Linked DNA regions of Sus scrofa: region 1 is linked to region 2. The links are chromatin contacts, called in public Hi-C maps. All regions are on one chromosome and are shown on one strand. Each heading gives the region's core, a stretch centred on a gene start, on an enhancer-like site or on the middle of the called end of the contact. The rest is flanking DNA. Distances are from core to core; before and after follow the strand shown. Region 1 holds the start of HNRNPUL2 (heterogeneous nuclear ribonucleoprotein U-like protein 2). Region 2 has its middle 21 kb from the start of SLC22A8.

Evidence for each region. Hi-C and Micro-C count contacts between places; a contact is called where the count stands out from the background.
Region 1: a Hi-C map of liver shows a contact between it and region 2, with 3 times the contacts expected there. The contact joins the promoter of HNRNPUL2 here to the enhancer-like site in region 2. A contact is called at or near these places in 1 of 5 promoter capture datasets (liver), 15 of 47 Hi-C or Micro-C datasets (alveolar macrophages, embryonic fibroblasts, fetal heart ventricle and 11 more) and 2 of 2 datasets of contacts at active chromatin or transcription factors (alveolar macrophages and skeletal muscle).

Annotation. Positions count from the first base shown.
Region 1 is chr2:9,030,412-9,037,150 of Sscrofa11.1, forward strand. HNRNPUL2 (heterogeneous nuclear ribonucleoprotein U-like protein 2) reads left to right here and starts at 4,258. Exons shown (of 15, transcript XM_005660783.3): 1 at 4,258-5,120. The coding sequence starts at 4,580. TTC9C (tetratricopeptide repeat protein 9C) reads right to left here and starts at 4,147. Exons shown (of 4, transcript XM_005660786.3): 1 at 3,877-4,147; 2 at 2,600-3,032. The coding sequence starts at 2,837.
Region 2 is chr2:8,758,220-8,765,036 of Sscrofa11.1, forward strand. No RefSeq gene overlaps it. Among named protein-coding and RNA genes, the nearest start is that of SLC22A8, 21 kb to the right of the region's middle. Within about 2 kb of position 3,867, at least 3 of the 83 cell types and tissues checked have an H3K27ac peak or open chromatin away from gene starts, as enhancers often do. A contact at or near this core is called in fetal liver and liver, where this site is marked.

The DNA of each region.
Region 1 (6,739 bases), core at 3,008-5,507, 270 kb after region 2:
TCCTGGGTTTTTTTTTTGGTTTTGGGGTTTGTTTGTGTTTGTTTTTTTTTTTTTTTTTTTTTTGCTTTTTAGGGCCACATTCTTGGCATATGGAGGTTCTTAGGCTAGGGGCTGAATTGGAGCTACAGCTGCTGACCTATGACACAGCCACAGCAACCAGGGATCCGAGATGCGTCAGCGACCTACACCACAGTTCATGGCAACACAGGATCCTTAATCCACTGAGTGAGGCCAGGGATGGAACCTGCATCCTCATGGATCCTAGTCAGGTTCGTTAACTGCTGAGCCACAAAGGGGAACTTCTATGTTACCTCTTTTGTTAACTGTCCATTTTCCTTACTTGAGTTTATGTTCCTTAAGAGCAGGGATCTTTATCTGTTTCATTTTATTTTTATTATTTTAATTTTTTTCTTTTCTTAAGGCTGCACTTGTGGCATGCGGAGGTTCACAGGCTAGGGGTCGAATTGGAGCTATAGCTGCCAGCCTACACCACAGCAATGCCAGATACGAGCTGAATCTGCAACCTATACCACAGCTTGCAGCAATGGTAGATCTTAACCCAATGAGCGAGGCCAGGGATTGAACCCGAATCCTCATGTATACTAGTCAGGTTCTTAATTTGTTGAGGCACAACAGGAACTCCTTTATCTGTTTTACTATCCTGCAGTATCCTCAGTATCCAATAAATAATTGTTGAATGAATAGAAATATTGGCTACTATAATTACTGTTACTGTTACTTGAATCTAAGAGTAGGACTGGACAGAGACGGTAAAAAAAGCTAGATTTTCACCAAATCATAGCTGATGACGGTTGTAGTAAAAAAAAAAAAATCATTTAAACCACTATTACAAGGTATAAAAATACTCCTAAAGTGTTCCTGCTGTGGCGCAGTGGATTAAGAGGCCGCCTGCAGTGGGTCTGGTCGCTGCGGAGGCATGGTTAGATCCCAGGCCCAGTGCAGTGGGTTAAAGGAACAAGCATTGCTACAGTTGTGGCTCAGATTCAATCCCTGGCCCCGAAACTTCTATATGCTTCGGGTGCAGCCATAAAAAAACAAACCCACGAACAAAAAACTACTCCTAATAATTTCTATGGCCTCAACTGGGACCATTAGAATATTTCAATATACTTCAAAATAATTTAATTAGCCTACCATGGAACAGACCTAAGAAGTCTTTCTTTCTCTTTTTTTATTCTTTTCTTGTCTTCTTACCATTTCTTGGGCCGCCCTCGTGGCATATGGAGGTTCCCGGGCTAGGAGTTTAATCAGAGCTGCAGCCGCCAGCCTACACCAGAGCCACAGCAAATCGGGGTTCAAGCCGAGTCTGCAACCTACACCACAGCTCACGGCAATGCTGGATCCTTTAACCCACTGATCGAGGCCAGGGATTGAACCCGCACCCTCATGGTTCCTAGTCGGATTCGTTAACCACTGAACCATGATGGGAACTCCTCTTTTTTGTTTGTTTGTTTTAACACAGTGGTGGCATATGGCAGTTCCCAAGCTAGGGGTAGAATCAGAGCTGCAGCTGGGACCTATGCTATAGCATGTAGCAACGCCAGATCCTTAAACCACTGAGCAAGGCCAGGGATCGAACACGCATCCTCAGGGACACTATGTCGGGTTCCTAACCTGCTGAGCCACAACGGGAACTCCAGAAGTCTCTTTCTTCTAGTAGATTATGCCTAGTGCTAACTCTGGAATTTATCTCTTCATTCAAGGCCAGCTGGAGATGGAAGATACTAGTTATCTAAGTTACTATCCAGCTGATTTACAGGAAGAAGGAAAGTTATCCAAAACAGCTAAGAAAGATGACTTACACCATCCGTTGAAGCAAATGCCTTCTTTCCTATATTTTCTTTCTTTCTTTTATTTTTTGGCTGATTCCTGAGGTATGTGGAAGTTCCCAGACCAGGGAGAGAACCGGTGCCACAGCAGCTCCCCAAGTTGCTGTAGTGACAATGCCAGATCCTTAACCCACTGCACCACAAGAGAACGCCCTTCCTTTCTCCCTCTCTCTCTAGATACACATAGTCTTTTTAGGGCTGTACAGGCAGCATATGTAAGTTCTCAGGCTAGGGGTAGAATCAGAGCTGTAGCTGCTGGCCTACACCAGACCTCACAGCAACACCAGTTCCTTAACCCACTGAGGGAGGCCAGGATCACACTTGTGTCCTCATGGATACTAGTCGGGTTCATTACCGCTGAGCCTCGACGGGAACTTCCCTACATTTTCGATATTAAAGAAGCAAAGCCCTAAACACAGGCTCAGTACTTTCTCTATGGCGTGCAAAATGCCCTAAATCTATCAGCATCCCCCATAAGTTTATCAGAAATGTAAACTGGTAGCCCCACACAAACACCTCAGACCCATAAAACTGGAATCGTGAACGTGGGCATAGCTGTGTTTTACAAGCTACAAGTCTGCAAAGCACTGCTTTATAGAAACTCAAAGTCCTACAGATTGAAAATATATCTCAATTCATGGCACAATAACTAGACGTGAGCAGAAAGGCACGTCAGTGTTTTTCCCAACGTTCTCAGATTTTCATGCGGCTGCTTTGACACTCTACCCACCCTTCCGCCCTGCTCTTACCAGCCAGGTTGTTGTAGCAGTCTGTCTGGGTAGTATGCAGTACGTTTTCTTGTTCAGGTGTGAGGGCCGGGCCTTGAGGTCCTAGATTAGGAATCGGGGAGGGCATACTTGGATCCAGACCCCGCAGCTGAAGCAGAGCTCGATGGTATCCACTCACAGCATCCCGGTATTTCCCTTCCCGGTAACATTGGTTCCCCTTCTCCTTGTATAGCTGGGCCTCCTGCAGGCGCTTCTCCATAACTTTGTCACCCCGTGCTCTTGCGGAATGGGGAAGCAATTCCGAAGCTGTGGGGATAGGCGCGAAATAACCGATTTTGGTAGCCGACTTGAAGAAGCAGGAAACTATCCTTCTCCCGGAGGCCTCTCAGGGAATGAGGTTTGCTTGATTCTACTGCAGCCTCTTCCTCTCTTCTCTGCAGGTATTTTTCAATCTCTAGAAATGAAGGACAGGGAGAGGATGTGGAAATAGTAAAGCCACAGATAAATTGATTTCCTAAAGAGGTGATTCCGGGACGAAGTGATTGCATGAATTAGCGAAAGCCATACTAAGGAATTGTGGCCAGCGTGGGAACGCCGGCGGAATTTACTTCCTCCTTTCCTTTGAACAACCGCCCCCCGACCTGGAAGTGGAAGGGAGTGGGCGGGGACAACTCCTAAAAGAGGTCTAGGGGGCTTGCCTCCCTCCCAGCTCTTTGTTTGCACCAGCAGCTGTTGGCCTCTGGGCCAAGAGTTGGGGAACCAAGGTGAATGCGGTCAGTGCACCGTAACCACAAGCCAACGGTGACGCGGCCGCAGCGCCGCTCAGCTGCAAGTGCCCCAGGTCCCGCGGCCAGCCTCTCGCTCCTTACAAATGGCCGAGCCCAAAGTCTCTCCTGCCCCCCCACGCCCTGAGCTTCGGTTTACGATCCCGGAGCACGGAGAGGACAGGGTCTGGTCTCCGGATAGTTTGTGTGTAAAGGTCGCGCGCGTTGCGCCATGCCGTCCAATCAGGAGCAGCCTCGGAAAAGTAATCCTGCATAAACGACTCCGCCTCCCCAGCCTCCCTGGCCGACCAACCCGAGGGTGTGTGTGGGGGGAAATCTCCCGTCAGCTTCGCCAATTGAAAAAAAAGCTGAACGATCACGGATGACCAATCAGAATTGCAGATGACGATTCAAGTTGGCCAATAAAGCGAGGCGAGGGTGTCTGTTGCTAGGTAGAAGTTTAAGAGTTGAAATAAGACGAGGGCCCGAGGTTACTGTATTCCTCGGTTTTGGAGAGCCCTTGCGTTGACTAACCAGAAACATAATTGCTAGTAGGAGTTCACGTTGCAAGAGCTTCCCTGCTTCCCTTCTGCCTTTTCTTCCTTTGTCTCAAGAAGTGGCTGCACATATAGACAGTAGGACACAGACTAAAGAACAAGCACTACGACGACAGTGTGATCGGGTCAGACGCGAGTAAGGGTGGCGACAGGGTGTGAGGGCCATGTGGCGAGGGAGCTCCCACCCACTGCGCGGAGCCCGGGGCTCAAAGTACGGAGAGACCGGTGGGCACACGCCTGAGTGCTACGAAGCACTTGAGCCAAAGCCAACCTTTCCCGACTCCGGCTCCGGTGAGGCTGCGCTGTGAAGACACCGGCGGCGATTGGCTCAGGGGTGAGAGGGGGCGGGAGGTAAAGGAGAAGGGAAGTCTGTGGTTCTCCGCGCGCGCCCACCCGCCGGAGGGGAACCGAGGGGGCTGGAAAGGAAGCAGCTTCCTGCTGCGTTGTTTTGGGCTCCGAGGGCTGTAAAGGGGAGGGAGCAGACGGAAGAAACAAACACTACATAGCGGAGGCTGCGCGAGGTCCTCGCTGCCTGCGTGCGTACGTGCGTGCGCTCGCCCGCGCGGGCTCAGTGCTGGCGCGTGAGGCGGAGGCGGGCGGCGGCGGCGCCTGCGCGGTCGGGCTCGGTCGACGGTTCGCAGGGGAGGAGGCGGCGGGAGGCGGAGGAGGCGGCGGCGGCGATGGAGGTGAAGCGGCTGAAAGTGACCGAGCTGCGGTCGGAGCTGCAGCGGCGGGGCCTGGACTCGCGCGGCCTCAAGGTGGATCTGGCGCAGCGGCTGCAGGAGGCGCTTGACGCCGAGATGCTTGAGGACGAGGCCGGCGGTGGCGGGGCCGGGCCCGGTGGGGCCTGCAAGGCGGAGCCTCGGCCTGTGGCCGCGTCGGGCGGCGGCCCGGGCGGGGACGAGGAGGAGGACGAAGAGGAGGAGGAGGAGGACGAGGAGGCGCTGCTTGAGGACGAGGACGAAGAGCCACCCCCTGCCCAGGCCTCGGACGAGGCCGCGCAGCCGCCGCCGGAGCCCCCGGAGGCCGCAGCCACAGAGGCCGTGGCCGAGTCCGATGCTTCCGAGAAACCAGCGGAGGAGGCCACGGCCGGGTCAGGTGGGGTAAATGGTGGCGAAGAGCAGGGCACCGTCAAGGGGGAGGAAGAGGAACCGGAGGAGCGGAGCGGGGACGAGACGCCGGGATCCGAGGCGCCGGCTGACAAGGCCGCGGAGGAACAGGGTGAGGAGCTGGCAGCGGAGCCCGGCTCCAACCTGCCGGGTGCGCCCCTGACCCAGCACCAAGCCTGGCACAGCGGGGTCCAATTCCCATCGCCTTTTGGTGGGACTCCCCCGGGGAGGTGGCTTTCATTCTCTCAGCCCACCTTTCTGGGGGGCTTGGCTACCTCTTGGGGCTCCTCTCTCTGCAGGAGGGAGGTTCCTGCCTGACTTGGTTGCTTGGTGGTAGTGGATGCAAGTAAGAGGTTTTGCATGCGAACTGTTTACGAGCTACCTGTGGAGCAGCCTCCCGCGGCGCTGGTTATCTTTTCTAAACCGAGTGTGCGCCGAGGAATTGTTGATTACACGGACAGCCAGACCGACTGTTGGAGGCTTCGGCCTTTGGGCTACCTAACTATTGATTTTTTTCCGTCCTAAAAATATTAAGCAATGAGCTAAGTTCGTCAAAGTTCGTTCCATCCTAGAAGCTCTTTACTAGAGTTTGAGCCACACAGGAAATCGGGAAATCTAACCTTACTCCTGCTTTAGCAGCAGCTCCCGCTTCAGCAGCCTGTGGTGTGAGGGTGTCAAGTTTAATAGTTAACTGCTGAAGAGAAAATCATGATCTAGAGCCTTTAGGATAAATTAATTAATGCTACTTGGCTAGGAGTTTTACCTTGTCTGAATGCTTATGATTAAATTTTAATCTTCCCTCTTAGTAGATGGACGGACAACTTTGTGTATTTGGTGTACACTTAGCCTTTTGCATTTTGGGTCCCTGACTTCCTGACTTGAAATGATTGGGGTGTTGATGTGTCCATTGAGTAACCTTGTGGAATAGAATGTATAGTTCCCCCAGGGGGTTAGTGACCTCTCACTTCCTTTGAAGTGATTGGGTGGTTAGAGCTGATCCATAACTATCTGTCAGAGTAGGGAGCTGCTTTCAAGTCATACTATGAAGTGGCTTAGTTCCTTTTCTAATACATTTGTTAGGCTGCTTCTCCTATGAGGGTATAATTGGAACCCATGCTACATCTGTCACATGCAACTTGCAGATCATTTGTCCTGTGTCCTGGAACAGAAATCCCATTACATAACCTTTGACTTAATGTGTACCCCAAATAGCAGATAAAAAGGTTGAGGGATAAAGGACTTGTTTAAAGAAGTTATTGTTGAAAACCTTAGTTCTGCAAACCACAAAAGTCCAAGGAAAAATTCTGATTTTTTTTTTCTCTCTTGTAAAGAATGTTGCTAAATATATGACAACACCTTTCTGCCCCAAATTATGTGCAGGAAAGTTGCAGTATTATTTATGGGTCTCTTGTGACTTAATGGTTTGCTCTTACAAGTTTCAGTAAAAATCCATGATAAAAATACAGCTGTGTGCACCTGAGTCCGTTTGCTACATAAGTAAAGCTGTGGATGGCTATGTGTTTTAAAGCTGGAAAGGCAAACTCTTTTAAAAAAAAAAAAACAAAACAAGGCTTTCTGTAACATGGAGCTGTGGGAAAGTGTTGGGAAATATATATTGTCTAGTTTAAATCCAGCTCTAATAGTCAAGAACTAAAATTAAATTAACCTATGAAGTTTTTTTAAAAACTTATGGGATATTTCTTTCATGTCATAGTGGTGGGGAAATCTGCA
Region 2 (6,817 bases), core at 2,617-5,116:
CGGCCCTAAAAAGACAAAAAAAAAAAAAAAATGAATAAACGCCAGACCCAGGGGAGAGCAGGGACTAACCAGTGGTCATTCAGTTGGACTCTGGTGGAGCCAAGGCCAGAATCAAGGCCTCCTGCCTCCTGAGGCTCCTGGTCCCGTTCTCACAGATAAGTGGAGTCCCCCGGAATCCTTTCTGGGACTCTCAGCTCTTGGAAACAGCGAGGGATTTGGAATAAAGCGGGACCGCCGAGCACAAACCCCTCAGAAGGATTCCCCAACTCTGCTCCCACACCCTGCTCCTCCTTTCCCACAGGTGGAAAGAGAAACCCGGGCAGAAGCAGCAGGAGCAGCAGATGGTCCTGCTCCAGCCTCCCGAGGACTGCGAAGGGGCAAAGCACGGACGGAGCCCCCGCATCTCCTGGAGGTCCTCACCCAGAGGAGGGGGAGAGGAACGGCAGCCAGGGGAAGACGGGAGGGACCCCTGCTGGACCTGTGATTCCAGAGGACACTTCCCCTGGGCCTCCGCTCCTAGCCAGACCCACCCTCCCATTTCATTGAAAGTAGCTACACACAACTTCTCCCCTTCTTTCCACCGTGGCCACTCCACATCAGCTAACCCTTGGTGCAAAAATTCACATTTGTTTGGGACCCTCTATCAGTCATCCTTTCAGAGGATTTGTGATAGATCTGTCTTCTGGAATATGAGTGTGTGTTCTATTTGTGTGATTGGTATTTTCACTGCCTTTTTTTTTTTTTCTTTTCTTTTCTTTTCTTTTCTTTTTTTAGGGCCGCACCTGCAGCATATGGAGGTTCCCAGGCTAGGGGCAAATCGGAGATGTAGCTGCCAGCCTACACCACAGCCACTGTAACACAGGACCCAAGCCACGTCTGCAATCTCTACCACGGCTCACAGCAATTCTGGATCCTTAACCCACTGAGCAAGGCCAGGGATTGAACCCACAACCTCATGGTTCCTAATTAGAACTGCACCATGATGGGACCTCCTCGCTGCCTTTTATAAAATAGGAATTCAGGTTCAATTCACTAGAAAAATTTTACCATGAAACTATGACTAAAAAACAAGAAAGATGGAGTTTCCATCATGGCTCAGTGGAAAGGAATCTGACGAGCATCTATGAGGATGCAGGTTCGATCCCTGGCCTCACTCGGTGGGTTAAGGATCCAGCATTGCTGTGAGCTGTGCTGTAGGTCACAGACGTGGCTCAGATCCCACGTTGCTGTGGCTGTGGCGTATGCCAGCGGCTACAGCTTCGTAGTCTGGGAACCTCCATATGCCATGGGTGCGGCCCTAAAAAGACAAAAAAAAAAAAAAAGTTGTTTTTTTTTTTTCTTTAACCTGTGTGGCCAACAACAATACTCTCAAGACTCTGGAGACAATTGGTTAAGATGCAACTCTTTCAAAATTCCAAAAGTGGATCTTTTTTTCATATGCACTTAGAAAAAAAAGCTGGTTTGATAAAATGCTTTTTTCAGAATTCTGATCCTGAGAGAACAAAAATATGCCTAGGAGAAGGCTTGAAATTAACTCTTATCATGTCCTTGAAATACAAACACAGCCCACTTTGCCTGACTTCAGCCGTGGGTTAATACCAGAACTTCAAGCCAAGGGGAGGGGGTAGGAAGGAGGAAAGAGTCTTTCTACACTGAAGTCTGTAAACTTAACTTATTCCAACTGTTCCTTATAGAACAGTAAGTTTCATACTGAAATATTTGACTCATGAGTAGGTTTTAAATGAAGCTATGAGATCTCGATGTATATACGTCTAGGTGTGATATTGTCTACAAAGGGATAAAAGCTTTTGGGTAAACGCTCTGGAAATAATTATATGATTTAACAAACCATTCAATTACTTGTTTCTTGGTTTCATTCAATCTTTTTTTTTTTTTTTTTTTTTTTTTTGCTTTTTAGAGCCGTACCCATGGCATATGGAAGTACTCAGGCTGGGGTTGAATCAGAACTGCCGCTGCTGGCCTACGCCACAGCTGGATATACAATGCAGGATCCAAGCCAAGTCTGCTGAGCAAGGCCAAGGATCGAACCCACATCCTCATGTATACTAGTCGGATTCGTTTCCATATCACAATGGGAACTATGTCGTTCAGCCTTTTGAAGGTTAAACATTATAATATGTATTTAAAACTACTAGAAAAGATAAAGCATTTATTTGTAAAACAAGTAGGATATGTATTGTCGGGGAGAGAAGGTATAAAGAATGGAAATATTTTTTTGAGGGATAAAAGGAGTTTAATTTCATCCTAGAGCTGGTTGTTTCTAGATGGGTAAAAAAAAATAGTATTAACTAATATAGATACAGAAGTGATTTTTTTTAAGGTTTTTTAAAAAAGGAACCTTGAGAAAAGAACGTTGTACATTGTTAAGACTGATGAAGATTAGGAGTTCCTGTTGTGGCGCAGTGGTTAACGAATCCGACTAGGAACCATGAGGTTGCGGGTTCGGTCCCTGCCCTTAGCTCAGTGGGTTAACGATCCAGCGTTGCCGTGAGCTGTGGTGTAGGTTGCAGACTCGGCTCGGATCCCGCGTTGCTGTGGCTCTGGCGTAGGCCGGTGGCTACAGCTTCGATTCAACCCCTAGCCTGGGAACCTCCATATGCCGCGGGAGCGGCCCAAGAAATAGCAACAACAACAACAACAACAACAAAGACAAAAAAAAGACCAAAAAAAAAAAAAGACTGATGAAGATTAGATTGGATTAAATTGGGTAAACAAATGTTTTCTTTTTCTAGGGCTGCACCCGCAGCATATAGAAGTTCCCAGGCTAGGGGTCGAATTGGAGTTACAACTGCCAGCCTACACCACAGCCACAGGAACGCAGGATCCGAGCCGTGTCTGCGACCTACACCACAGCTCAAAGCAACACTGGATCCCCCACCCACTGAGCAAGCCCAGGGATTGCACATCCTCACAGATACTAGTCGGATTCATTTCTGCTGCACCACGATAGGAACTCTGAATTTTATTATTAATATTAAGCCAATACAAGACTGGGATTTAGTTTTCTCTCTGTGTTGAGAACAACCTTTTCTGGAAGAGGGACCTGCATTTGATAGCAAATGGTAAGTTTCTAGCTCTAGCTAATTTCAAGCTTTCCACAGGGCCCCGGAGGCATCTCAAAGAGGAAAAACTGGTAGGACATTTAAAGAGTTCTAATGGAAAGTTATTGTTTTGCTCCTAATCGTTTTTTGGTTTGTGTGTTTGTTTGTTTTGGTTTTTGCCTTTTCTTGAGCCGATTCCACCGCCTATGGAAGTTCCCAGGCTAGGAGTCTAATCGGAGCTGTAGCCACCAGCCTACAACAGGGTCACGGCAACTCGGGATCCGAGCCGAGTCTGCGACCCACACCACAGCTCACGGCAACCCTGGATCCTTAACCCACTGAGCAAGGCCAGGGATCGAACCTGCAACCTCATGGTTCCTAGTCGGATTCGTTAACCACTGAGCCACGACAGGTACTCCTCCTAACCGTATTTCTGACTGCAATGTTCAGGATGGAAAAAACTGCCTAGTGACATTGTCACGGAGTATAAGTACTCATGATGTGCATCACGCTGGCTTTACGTTTACCCTTTGAAGCCCACGTTCCACGTTTGTGTGACAATTGGGTATAATAGATAAAATACATAGCCTATAAAATATTTCTCTGTTAGCACCTCTGTGCTTCTTTATGTCTGATTAGTTTTCCCCCAGCATGGACAACTACGCCCGTGTATAAACAAAAAGTAGGCTTAGCACTGAGGGACGGGAATGATTCGTTTCTCGCGTCTGCGTTCTACTCGCCTGGAACAGAAGAGGCACAAACTGAGAACTGCCTTCAGATCTCAAACGCTTAACACTGTGCTCTACTGCCCTCTAGTGGAAGATCTGGTACTTAACATAATCATTGAGTCTCCACTGATTGGGCGGAAGGAGAGGTGTGAAAACGGCCACCAGGGCACCAGCTACCGTGTGGAAGAACATCAGGATGCGGAAAGGGGGATCCGGATGCGGAAAAGGGGTGTCTGGAGTACCTAGAAGAGGAGGAATCCTGATCGTTCCCTCTACCGCCTAGCTCAGGACTCTGACCACCTCTTTCGTAAGAACTGAAAGTTGATATCCGTCGAGTCGACGGAATAACCAGTTGCTCACCTAAATTTCTGGTTACATCAGCTGCCTTGTAAACATATTGATCGAATACCCACAGAGTGCGGGGCAGGGTTCTGTCTCTCCTGATCAGGACAAACAAGATCTTTGCTCTCAGAGATTTGCGTCCCAACGGAAGAAGGAGGAAAGGGGGGTGGGGAAGGAGAAAATGAGCACAAGTAAGAAATAAATTAATACTGCTGTACCCCTGGCACTAATACAACGTTGTAAGTCAACCATATGCCAGCAAAAATTTTTTAGTTAATTAATAAATACAAGTGGTGCCAGGTGAAGATAAACAGAGGCCAGATCATGTAGGACTTTGAACAGCAGGGGAAGCTTAGGGGGGGTTCTAAGGCGGGGGGGTCCTTGGTTTCAAGTTTCTAAAACACCACTCTGGCTTCTGGGTGAAAAATGGATTGTAGACGACAAGAATGGAAGCAGGAAGACCGGTTGGAAAATTGTCACAGAGGTCCAGATGAGAGGGGAAGGGGACCTGGATTAGGCAGGATACAGTAAAGGATGAGAGAAATAGAAAGTTGGGCTACACTGTGGAGGTGAAGCCAACAGCACTTGCCAGGGGATTAGATAGGGAAGGAGGAGGTGAGAAAATGGATACAAATCCAGAATGTCTATATCGTTCTCATTTCAGGCCAGGGGTCCGATCATTCCCAATATAGCCTCTTGTTTTCTTACTCCCAGTTTAAGGAACTGTCTAGATGACTAAGCTGGATGGCTTCCACCTAATATGGAGATGATTCTTTTTTTTTTTTAATTTTGTCTTTTTAGGGCCTCGCCCGTGGCACATGGAGGTTCCCAGGCTAGAGGGAGCTGTAGCTGCCAGCCTATGCCACAGCCACAGCCACGCCATATCTGAACCAGGTCTGTGACCTCCACCGCAGTTCACGGCAACCCCAGATCGTTAACCCACTGAGAAGCGCCAGAGATCAAACCCGTGTCCTCCTCGTGGATGCCAGTTGGGTTCACTAACCACTGAGCCACGACGGGAACTCCAAACTACTATGTTTAGAATGAATGAGATCCTACTGTACAGCACAGGGAACTATGTTCAAACTCTTGGAATAGAACATGATAGGAGATGACATGAAAAAAGAATATATGTATATATATGTATTACTGGGTCACTTTGCTGTACAGCAGAAATTGGCACAACATTGTAAATTAACTATAATTTAAAAAATAAAATTTAAAAAAAAAGGGAGTTCCCCTTATGGCTCGGTGGGTTAAGAACCTGACTACTGTCCACAAGGATGTAGGTTTGATCCCTGGCTTCACTTGGTGGGTTAAGGAGCCAGCTTTCCTGCAAGCTGCAGTGTAGGTCACAGATGTGGCTCAAATCTGGCATTTCCGTGGCTGTGGTGTAGGCCTGCAGCTGCAGCTCCAATTCAACCTGTAGCCTGGGAACCTCCATATGCCCCTCAGGTGCAGCCCTAAAAAGGAAAAAAAAAAATGCAACAAAGTCTATTGCTCTACCCCTTGGCTCTGGTCAAGATGTTACACAATCATGACACAAGCAGAAACTTCAAATGTCCTTGCTCCTAGGGCTTTCCTCTCCTGCTGCTCTTTGGCAGCCCGGTGTAACTTGCTTCCTCTGAGAATAAGAGGCCACCGGAGCAGAAAGGAGCCAAACCAGCAGAGGGACCTCCCATCAGACCAAGCAGCCTGCCAGACTGACCTACCCACTCACCACATATACATGAGTAAGCCAGGCAGAGATCAGACCAGAAGGACCCACAAACTCAAAAGTCAAATAAATAACTGCTGGGTTTTGTTTTTTGGTTTTTGTCTTTTTGCAATTTCTTGGGGCGCTCCCAAGGCATATGAAGGTTCCCAGGTTAGGGATCGAATCAGAGCTGTAGCCATCAGCCTACACCAGAGCCACAGCAACAAGAGATCCGAGCCGCGTCTGCAAGCTACACCACAGCTCACGGCAACGCTGGATCCTTAACCCATTGAGCAAGGCCAGGGATCGAACCTGCAACCTCATGGTTCCTAGTCAGATTCGTTAAGCACTGAGCCATGACGGCAACTCCCAATAATTGCTGTTTTAAACAGGGACATTTTGGAAGAGTTTGTTACCTAGCAATAGATAACAGATATAGTTCCTAAGGTCACTTTGATTTCATAATGAATGTTGATATTCACAAGGGGTTGAGCTCTGAGTTCAGGAAGAGGAAACTATCATGGGCCATTTCCTGATTTTCCCTCTTCTCTGGCGGAACAAGTGGATTTTTACAGTCCGGCTTCAGCTGGACCTCTGCACCAATAGGACCCCGGGGGTCTGCCCTGCCCTTCCTCTCTGGATGACCTTGGCCAAGACCCTCTCTCTCTGGATCTCGTTTCCCTCTTCTACACAGTTAGGACAATGGATTTAATATGTGGGTCTCAAACACTGATTCAAGACAAAGTTCACATCGGGATGCAGTAAAATGAGACAGAATAAGACATTTAAAGTTCCTATTTGATCTTGGAGTTCCCGTCGTGGCTCAGTGGATAACGAATCCTACTAGAAACCATGAGGTTGCAGGTTCGATCCCTGGCATTGCTCAATGGGTTGAGGATCCATCGTTGCCGTGAGCTGTGGTGTGGGTCACAGACGCGGCTTGGGTCCCACGTTGCTGTGGCTGTGGTGTAGGCCAGCGGCTACAGCTC